Linked DNA regions of Mus musculus: region 1 is linked to region 2. A link is a contact called in public Hi-C data. All regions are on one chromosome and are shown on one strand. The core of a region is the stretch at or near the end of the contact, and the rest is flanking DNA. Distances in the headings are between cores, read along the strand shown.

Region 1 (3,966 bases), core at 346-2,845, 150 kb after region 2:
GCATATTGCACATAAAATTAAAAATGCATGTCAGATAGGTGCTCTTTCAGGAAAAAAAAAATCCTTGAATAACATTGCATTCACACAATAATCGGAAAGATTTTGAATTTGAATGGAAATTATATGTATAGTATGAGCGTTAGAAAGACAGCCAAGTCTGATAACTAAATCTGAAACACTGTGCAGTCAAAACCCCTGCAGCTGGGATCATCTTCAAGGGCAGGGCCATGAAATGCTGAACTGGTACAGTTTGCGTATGTAAAACCTTTTGCCCTAGGAAGCCTCTCCGCCTTGTAGGCCTCAGTGTCTTCTCTGGGGCTTTCTTTATGAGCCCCTTAAGATCATGGGCTTCATTTTCTTTTAAACATGTATTCCCCACAAGGCTCAGGATATAGCAGGCACTTGCAGATATGATCTGAGCCCTCTCTAGGTGAGTCAGAATGTGAGACGCTTCACAGGGACATAGGTCACAGTGGTGTTCCAACATCTTCGAGAAGCCCAGCTCTTTCCTGCTTAGAGTCAGGTCCCTCAACTTTCCTGAGACCTCCCCCCCGCCCCCACGCCATTTCCTCTGTGACGTGGTGTCTGCCTTTGAGGGGTCTGAGAAGATCCTGTAACAGAATACGCTGCAGGTGCCCAGCAGAGGACACTTCCTGGCACTGTGGCATTGGGATAAGAGATCTTGGGAAAGGACACGCAGCCACAGGCAGAGGTGGGTCTCCCTGAATGTATCACCCACAGAAAGGCTGCTCCTTCCCATTCCATTTCACTAAGGAGAGATATTTGAAAAGAGAAGACAGGAGTGAGAGACAATAATAGCTCCCCCAGCGGCTAACACACTCAGGCTGTCAGTTTCTGTTGGAGGACTCCCCTGCGAACCTACATGTTTCCTCTTGGGAGGCAACCTTGGGTGAAGACGGTGACTGGAGAGGCTTTCCACAGCAGTTTGAGAGATTCACTCATTCCTTCCTCATTCGCCCTCATCCCTCACAACACCCCTGTGACCCATGTCCCTGTGGTACCGCTCCCATCTTCTGACTCACCTAACGAGGGCTCAGATCACATCAGCAAGTCACCAAATACCTGCTGTATCCTGAGCCTGATTCACACATTCGTCCACCCATTCATTCAGCCGATGTCATTTAGCTAACATCGTGCCCTCAGCCACGGAAGACACTGCGTTTAGAACTGTGTGAACCACAGACTCGGACTCAAGACAGTTTGCACTTGGGAAATCTGGGATGGATGGAATCAAGCAGAAGGATCAGAGGTAGACATCCAACATCTGGATGTCGGTCAGCTTGGCGAGCAGCCAGAGCCACAGGCAGGTGGGCTGGCCCTCTGTGGCAGCTTGCTGGAGAACTCAGCCACTTAGGTTCTGGGAAAGAACAGACTCACCACCTTGAAGGAAACAGAAAGTTGAAGGTTGGGAAGGAATGTCACCTTGTCCATGAAAAATCAGCAGGGTCATTGTATTTCATGATAAGGAAGTCCTTAATGGCTCTTCCTTGGGAGAAAGTCACATTGGCAGGGGAAGTGACTCAGTTGGTAAAGTGTTTGCTGTGTAAGCATGAAGAGCTGGGTTTGGTCCAAGCACCCAAGTAAAGATCTGAGCATGGCAGCACACAGCTGCAATCACTGTGGTGGGGAGAGGCAGAGGTTAGACAGTCCAACGGAATCAGTGAGCTTCAAGTTTAGTATGAGAACCTGTTTCAATAAATAAGGTGGAGAGCAACACACACACACACACACACACACACACACACACACACACACAGAGTCAGAGGGGTACAGATAGGAAAATCTGCTCTGACTCAGCAACTCCAAAACTCCAAAGGAAAGCTAATCCTGGGGCCTCTGGTTTCAAGCCAGGCTCTCATGGAAAGGGTGGGAACCAGTCCCTCAGGTCAAAACCAAGCATGGAACTGGCCTGGCTCTCTGGTGAGTCAGGAACCCTCTAAGCTTCCCAGTTAGATGTGGAGCAGCTGGGCTACAAAGCACTTTAGGTCAGGTCTCTGTTGTTTGGTCTTAACCCAGTGGCTTTCCTCATTGGTGGCTTAGGACAGGCCTTACTATCTCGGGGGTGCAGAGGGTACCATGGCCCCTCTCTTCCCATGAGCTGTCATTCGTGGAGCTGGACTCCGAGTGAAGCAGCAGGGGTTTGGTAGACACATGAGATATGGTATGTAAGCACCTGTAACCATGGTATCCTGTGTGTATGAGTGTGTGTGAGAGTGTGTATATGTGTGAGTGTGAGTTTGTGTGTGTCTATGTGTATATGTGTGAGTGTGAATTTATGTGTTTGTGTGAGTGTATGTGTGTGTGTATGAGAGAGAGTGTGTGTGTGTGTGTGTGTGTGTGTGTGTATGTGTGTGTGAGAGAGAGAGTATGGGTGTGTGTTAGTGTAGGTGTTCATGAGCATTTCCTTCCTGCTTCTGTCCTGTTTGCCCTCATCCTCCTGACACAAAGGTGTTTGGGGCCTACATGATGCCCTATATCAGCTGACTAGTGTCTGCTGATACCACGTTCATGTTCTTGCTCTAAAGAGTCATATCAGAAATATGTTTATAGTTCTTGTTGGTGTGATACTAAATTCTCCTGGGCTGAATGGCCTTAAAACCTAAACTGAGCTCAGGGGGTGATACTCCCAGGAAAGCTCAGGGAGGGCAAGGGGACACACATACCTAACCCGTTCCCTCTCTTTTGTCAACCTTCTTTCTCTCTTCCATAGAACTACATTTTGGACCGAAGTACATCCCCATTTGGAGATGTTCTATTACTTTTCCTAGGGAGATATGAACAGTTATCTACTCACCCTGGGCAGAAAACCAATGTCAAACCAAAGAAAAGATTCTACTCAGGTCCACTGTGCTGAACTGATGAGTGTATTGGGGTTTACTTGGAGCAGCAAGGGTAACTCAAACATCACAGAACAGCCCCACCTCAGCAGGGGTAGAAACCCACCATAGCAGCTTCATGGAGCTTCCTCCAGCCAGTTTTCTACATTAAGCACACTTCAGGACCCCATGCAGCTAGAGGGCAGCAGGGAGTGAGTGATGGGCGAATCCCAGGTGAGGGACCAGTGATCCACCTTCCCTTTCTACTGGGGAGTGTTACTTCTCCCAGTATCCCTAGACCTAGCTGTCACTGTATTGTTCAGCTTATTGTGTTGCCATGACTACAAGGCCAGTGTTATCTCTGCTCTGTGATGCAACGGGATGGTCATGGTCTGCCTGAAGGAAAAAGGCACACAGCAGGAAGTGCTTTTGGTTCCAGCTACTTACTCAATGAGGTCATAATTTCTGGTGTTCTGAGGGAATGCTGCACGTACAGGCCCTCCTTCAGCTCTGTGTGAGGCCAGGAGAACTGAGAGGTCCCTCATCAACAGCCTATCATGCCTGACATGTCCATCACAACCCTGCCTCTTGCTTGCTATTAGCCAACACTGTTCTCCACTCTGCCTCTTTCTCGGTTGTAGAATGGCCTTTTCTCTGGGTATAACACGATCATCCCGTGCCACTTTGGAGTAGATATTTTCTTGGCCCAGTAGCCATGGCAACTGATTGAGCAGCATATTACAGGGACAGCTAGGTCTATGGTAATGGTAACAGAACTACTGACACTTCCTGGTAGAAGGAGGAGAGATTCTGGCCTTTCCTCTGTCCCCTCTCCTCTCAGCTACAATTGATCTTGAGAGATCAGTTAGTGAAAAACTGAAAAGCACTGCTTCATGATGCTGCTTCTCTGAGGCCATCATCCATGAAGGGCAGGACTTTCTGGGAATGAAGCTGGCTTTGGGTCATCCATGATCCTAAAAGCAACTCTTCACACATGCTAAGTTGGCTATGGATGCAATTGGTACCTTGGTTAATCTATCTGGGGTAATAGGTTCATGTTTCACCAGGAAAAGCTTGCATGTTTTTGATGGTATGGGGACAGCTGCTATGGGAGAGCCATACCATCTCC
Region 2 (3,876 bases), core at 1,307-3,806:
TGTGTGTGTGTACGTGTGTGTGTTGGAGATCAAGCACAGGTCTTTGCTTATGGGCTGCACCGCAGAGCAACGCCCCGACCCCACTCTGAGATAACAGGAGACACTCCTGAGATTTGAAACTCAGAAAACTCTTGTGTAAATGCCTCTTTATTATTTTTTTTGCATGTGTATGTGTGTTGTATGAATGCTTTTTTTTTGAATGTTCACATCCATGTGCATGTAAGGTTCAAAAGTTGATACCAGGTGTCTTCCTGACTGTTTCCTCCGTGTTCCCTGAAGCAGGTCCTTGATGGGTCCAGAGCTCATCAATATTGCCTATCATAGCTCCCTTCAGTGTTCTGGAGACCCTGTCTCTGTCTCCCAAGTGCCAGGATTAAAGGTGACTAGGTGACTATTTTACCCGTCTGGCTTTAATGTGGGTTCTGTGGATCCAAACTCCGGCCCTCACAAACGCACAGGGGCAGTTTGTCCACCGAGTCACCTTCTCAGTCCCCAAAGCCAGTGTTTCTTCTCCAACTGAAAGGCTTCCACTTATCTCCTGGGTTGGATGCATCTCGGTCCCAGAGCTGTAGCCATCTCTTTTCTATACATTTCCTGAAGCCGAAAAGAAAGACAAGCATGGCTTAATAAAGCCACAGCAGGGGTCTGAAGAATCAGCGAGTGCCCACTGATGCCCATAGGGGCAACTTGGAGCCAAGCCACTCCATGGAAGACCTTCTGCAGGTAGTTATTTTTGGATAACAATCTAAGATGTGTCAAAGCAGAAACAGAAATAACTGGAGGCAGAAACCATGGCTTGCTGCCTTGAAGTCATGTGTGTCCTATGGTTGATTTCAGCTTTTTTGTGACACGGTCAAAAGATCTCAGGATTTAATGCCTCTCTTCGCACAATCTCTCTCCCCTGGGGACGAGGGAACTGGGCCAAAACATTCTATAGAACCAGCACTCTAAGCAGCAGCCTCTATAGCAACAGAACAGGTAGGGAACAGCTGCAGTGGTTTCTGTCCAATTTTCCTTCCAAATAATCCAGATATCTAAGAGATAAGAAAACACAAATACCAAAAATCTCACTAGAATTCTGGATTAACGACAGCTCTGTCTTGTCTCCATTTTGATACACCAGCTGATAATTGGACTATAGCTGGGTCTAAAAATAACACACAGTATATTAAAATAATATTCCTAGGCTACATTTCCAAAGTGGTATTCTGGGACTTCTGTGCATTAATCCTGTAACAATAACAGGATTTGTGCTTTCACCTCCCCTGGCGTAGCTTTGAAAATCTAGCCCAAAGCAGCTAACATTGCTGTTTAAATCTTCCTTTCACATCTGCAGGGAAATGTGGAGATTAAAAAAAATATATGACAAGCCAACAGCTAAAATGACCTATACTTGGGAGAATCAGAGAAACACCTATTTCCTCTCAGGAACTGGGCCAATCAATATAAATATTTCAAAAGGACCATCATGCAATGAAAGCCTTGGAATTTGTATCCTACTTCAGAACACCCTAGATATTTCCAATGTGGACACATCCAGTTTTCCACTGGGGAGGGGGATGTTGTGATGGCTGAGCTGGGATGCTCTCCAGTGAATGAGTACAGGAGACTGTATTTATGTGTGCCTGTGTGGGTGTATACATGCATGTTAGTGTGTATATGAGCCTCTGTGTGTGTGTGTATTAAAGAAAGAGAGGATATGTGTGTGTGTGTGTATATATATATATATATATATATATATATATATTTATATATTTGAATGAATACATGAGCCCTGTGTGCATGTATGCTTGGGTATATGTGTATGTATATATGTGTGAACATCTGTGTGTGCTTCTGCATATATATGTATATATGTATATGTGTGTATGTATATATATATATGAGAGAGAGAGAGAGAGAGAGAAAGAAAATATATATCTTTGTGTGTATGAGCCTCTGTGTATATGTGCCTGTATGTATCTGTATGAGAGTAAAATTGAGCCTATGTGTATGTACCCCAAAATGTGTATATAAGATTGTGTGTGTATGTGTATGTCTGAGTGCATGTGTGTGAGTGGATGTGTGTCTGTGTGTGTAAGGATGGGAAAGAAGGCTGCCATTACTCTCTATGTTGAAACTTAGGTGAATCTCGGGGATTAGGTGTTACTGCTCACAGTGGCTAAGAAACTGCACATCCTAAAATCTGCACACAGTTCTAAATTGAAGCTCTAAATAGCACTGGATTGAAGTGACAGGAGTGTTTCGACAATACCATTAATTGCATTCCACTAATTGAGAAGAGCTTTTGTGCAGTTAGGTTTGTGGTGGGCTGGATTTAGTCATTTAGGTGCCCCTCAGGCTGCCTCTGCTTTCCGCCTGCCATGCCTTTGAAATTCTAAAAAGGAAAAGAAGGCCAACATGCAGAGCAATTATTTCAGAACAGATTGCCCGGTAACATTTCATATTATCACTGAAATCCATCCTTTCTGGGACAGAGTCTTGCTCTGGCCATGAACATCCAAGAGATGGCAGCACCCCTGCTCTGATGACTGGCTGTGTCCCTCCAGACAGCTCACCGCAGAGGTCTTGTCATTGCGTCACCTGAAAGCCAGTTTAGAGGGTGGAGGTGGGGGAGGCATAGCATTCTCAGCTCTCAGTTCTTCTGGAGAGTTCCGGAAACAGGCGCGTTGACTGTTTGAAACGTATTTGAAAAGGGTTTCTTTTTTTTTCCCCTTGAAATCCCCTGTTCTGTGCCATATCTTTCTAAGACCACTTAGGTGTTCCCTGGCTTTCTCCTGGAGGGAGGAAGGAAGATCTGCAGTTGCCAGGGATCCCCTGAGCCTTATTTTCAATTCCTGTCCTTCCTTTTTATAAACATGGGGAGGTGGGAATTGCATTATTAGCAATTGCGCTTTGAACATGTATGTGTTCAAGGCACTTAGCTCAGCATTGAGAATGTGACACAGCCTACATCAGGACAGCTTTTTTTCTTCCCCACCGACTCTCTCAGCAACCCTTCTCCCAATCTCCTGCTAAAAATATTCTGCAGAGCAAATAGATGTTGAGACAGCGTCAAACCCTGCAGGAATGAGTGACAGTATAACCTGCCATGCTAAGTATCAGATGCCTGACACGAAAAGCATTTGCTGACATACACGAGGGAGCGTCAAGGCTGGGTAGACAGGTCAGCGTCTAGGTCTCTGGGACCCACCCTTCTTCATGTATCCTGCCTGAATATTTGGAGAGCAATTGCTGGGACACACTGAGGTGGCCTGCTGACAGGGTTTTGAACGTGATTCAGGGGCAAGACTGTTATGGATAACTAGTGTCCCATGGCAGGCCACAGCACCTAGGACCTAGGGCCAACTCAGGGACTTCCTATGTCCACCTTATCCATTACAGAGGCTAGGACTCTGTGTCCATCATTGTGGGATCCCACTTGACTTGGCTTTGACCCAGCATCTTCTCATTGGCTCATTTCTTCAGCCTTGTGACCTCAACAATCTGTCCTCAGTCCAGGAACACGGCCACATGGTTTGTGTTTCCTGTATACAGCGTTTCAGTGTCTGATCTATGAAGCTGTTACTCAATGACTACACACTCAAGATTTCCAGTTGATGGTCAGGGCAAGGAGGAAGAGGAGAATGAACTGGCACACTACACATCTGTCTGTAGAGAGCTTTGGAGCCAGGCCACCAGAGGAATGCTGCCCAAGCATCATCACCTTCAGAAAGAGCTGCCCTTCTTCTCAGGAGGAATGTTGAAGACACTGGCAAATTACTGAGAGTGATAATGTTCTCCCAGGCTCAGCAATGGTGGGCACCCTGCTATCATTCTCTGACGGGTTTCTCAGACTTGAGGACAGTTGAACTCTTTAAATATCTGTCTGTCTAT

What was found. Hi-C and Micro-C count contacts between places; a contact is called where the count stands out from the background.
Region 1: a Hi-C map of the N1E-115 cell line shows a contact between it and region 2, with 2.6 times the contacts expected there. The contact joins two enhancer-like sites. A contact is called at or near these places in 7 of 484 Hi-C or Micro-C datasets (3T3-L1-derived adipocytes, the N1E-115 cell line, the Patski cell line and 4 more), 4 of 115 datasets of contacts at active chromatin or transcription factors (bone marrow-derived macrophages, embryonic fibroblasts, fibro-adipogenic progenitors and 1 more) and 1 of 9 other capture datasets (bone marrow-derived macrophages).

The regions. Positions count from the first base shown.
Region 1 is chr3:41,373,851-41,377,816 of GRCm38.p6, forward strand. No RefSeq gene overlaps it. Among named protein-coding and RNA genes, the nearest start is that of 1700052H01Rik, 20 kb to the left of the region's middle. Within about 2 kb of position 1,596, at least 60 of the 459 cell types and tissues checked have an H3K27ac peak or open chromatin away from gene starts, as enhancers often do. A contact at or near this core is called in the N1E-115 cell line and embryonic fibroblasts, where this site is marked.
Region 2 is chr3:41,226,150-41,230,025 of GRCm38.p6, forward strand. No RefSeq gene overlaps it. Among named protein-coding and RNA genes, the nearest start is that of Gm40038, 55 kb to the left of the region's middle. Within about 2 kb of position 2,557, at least 65 of the 459 cell types and tissues checked have an H3K27ac peak or open chromatin away from gene starts, as enhancers often do. A contact at or near this core is called in the N1E-115 cell line and embryonic fibroblasts, where this site is marked.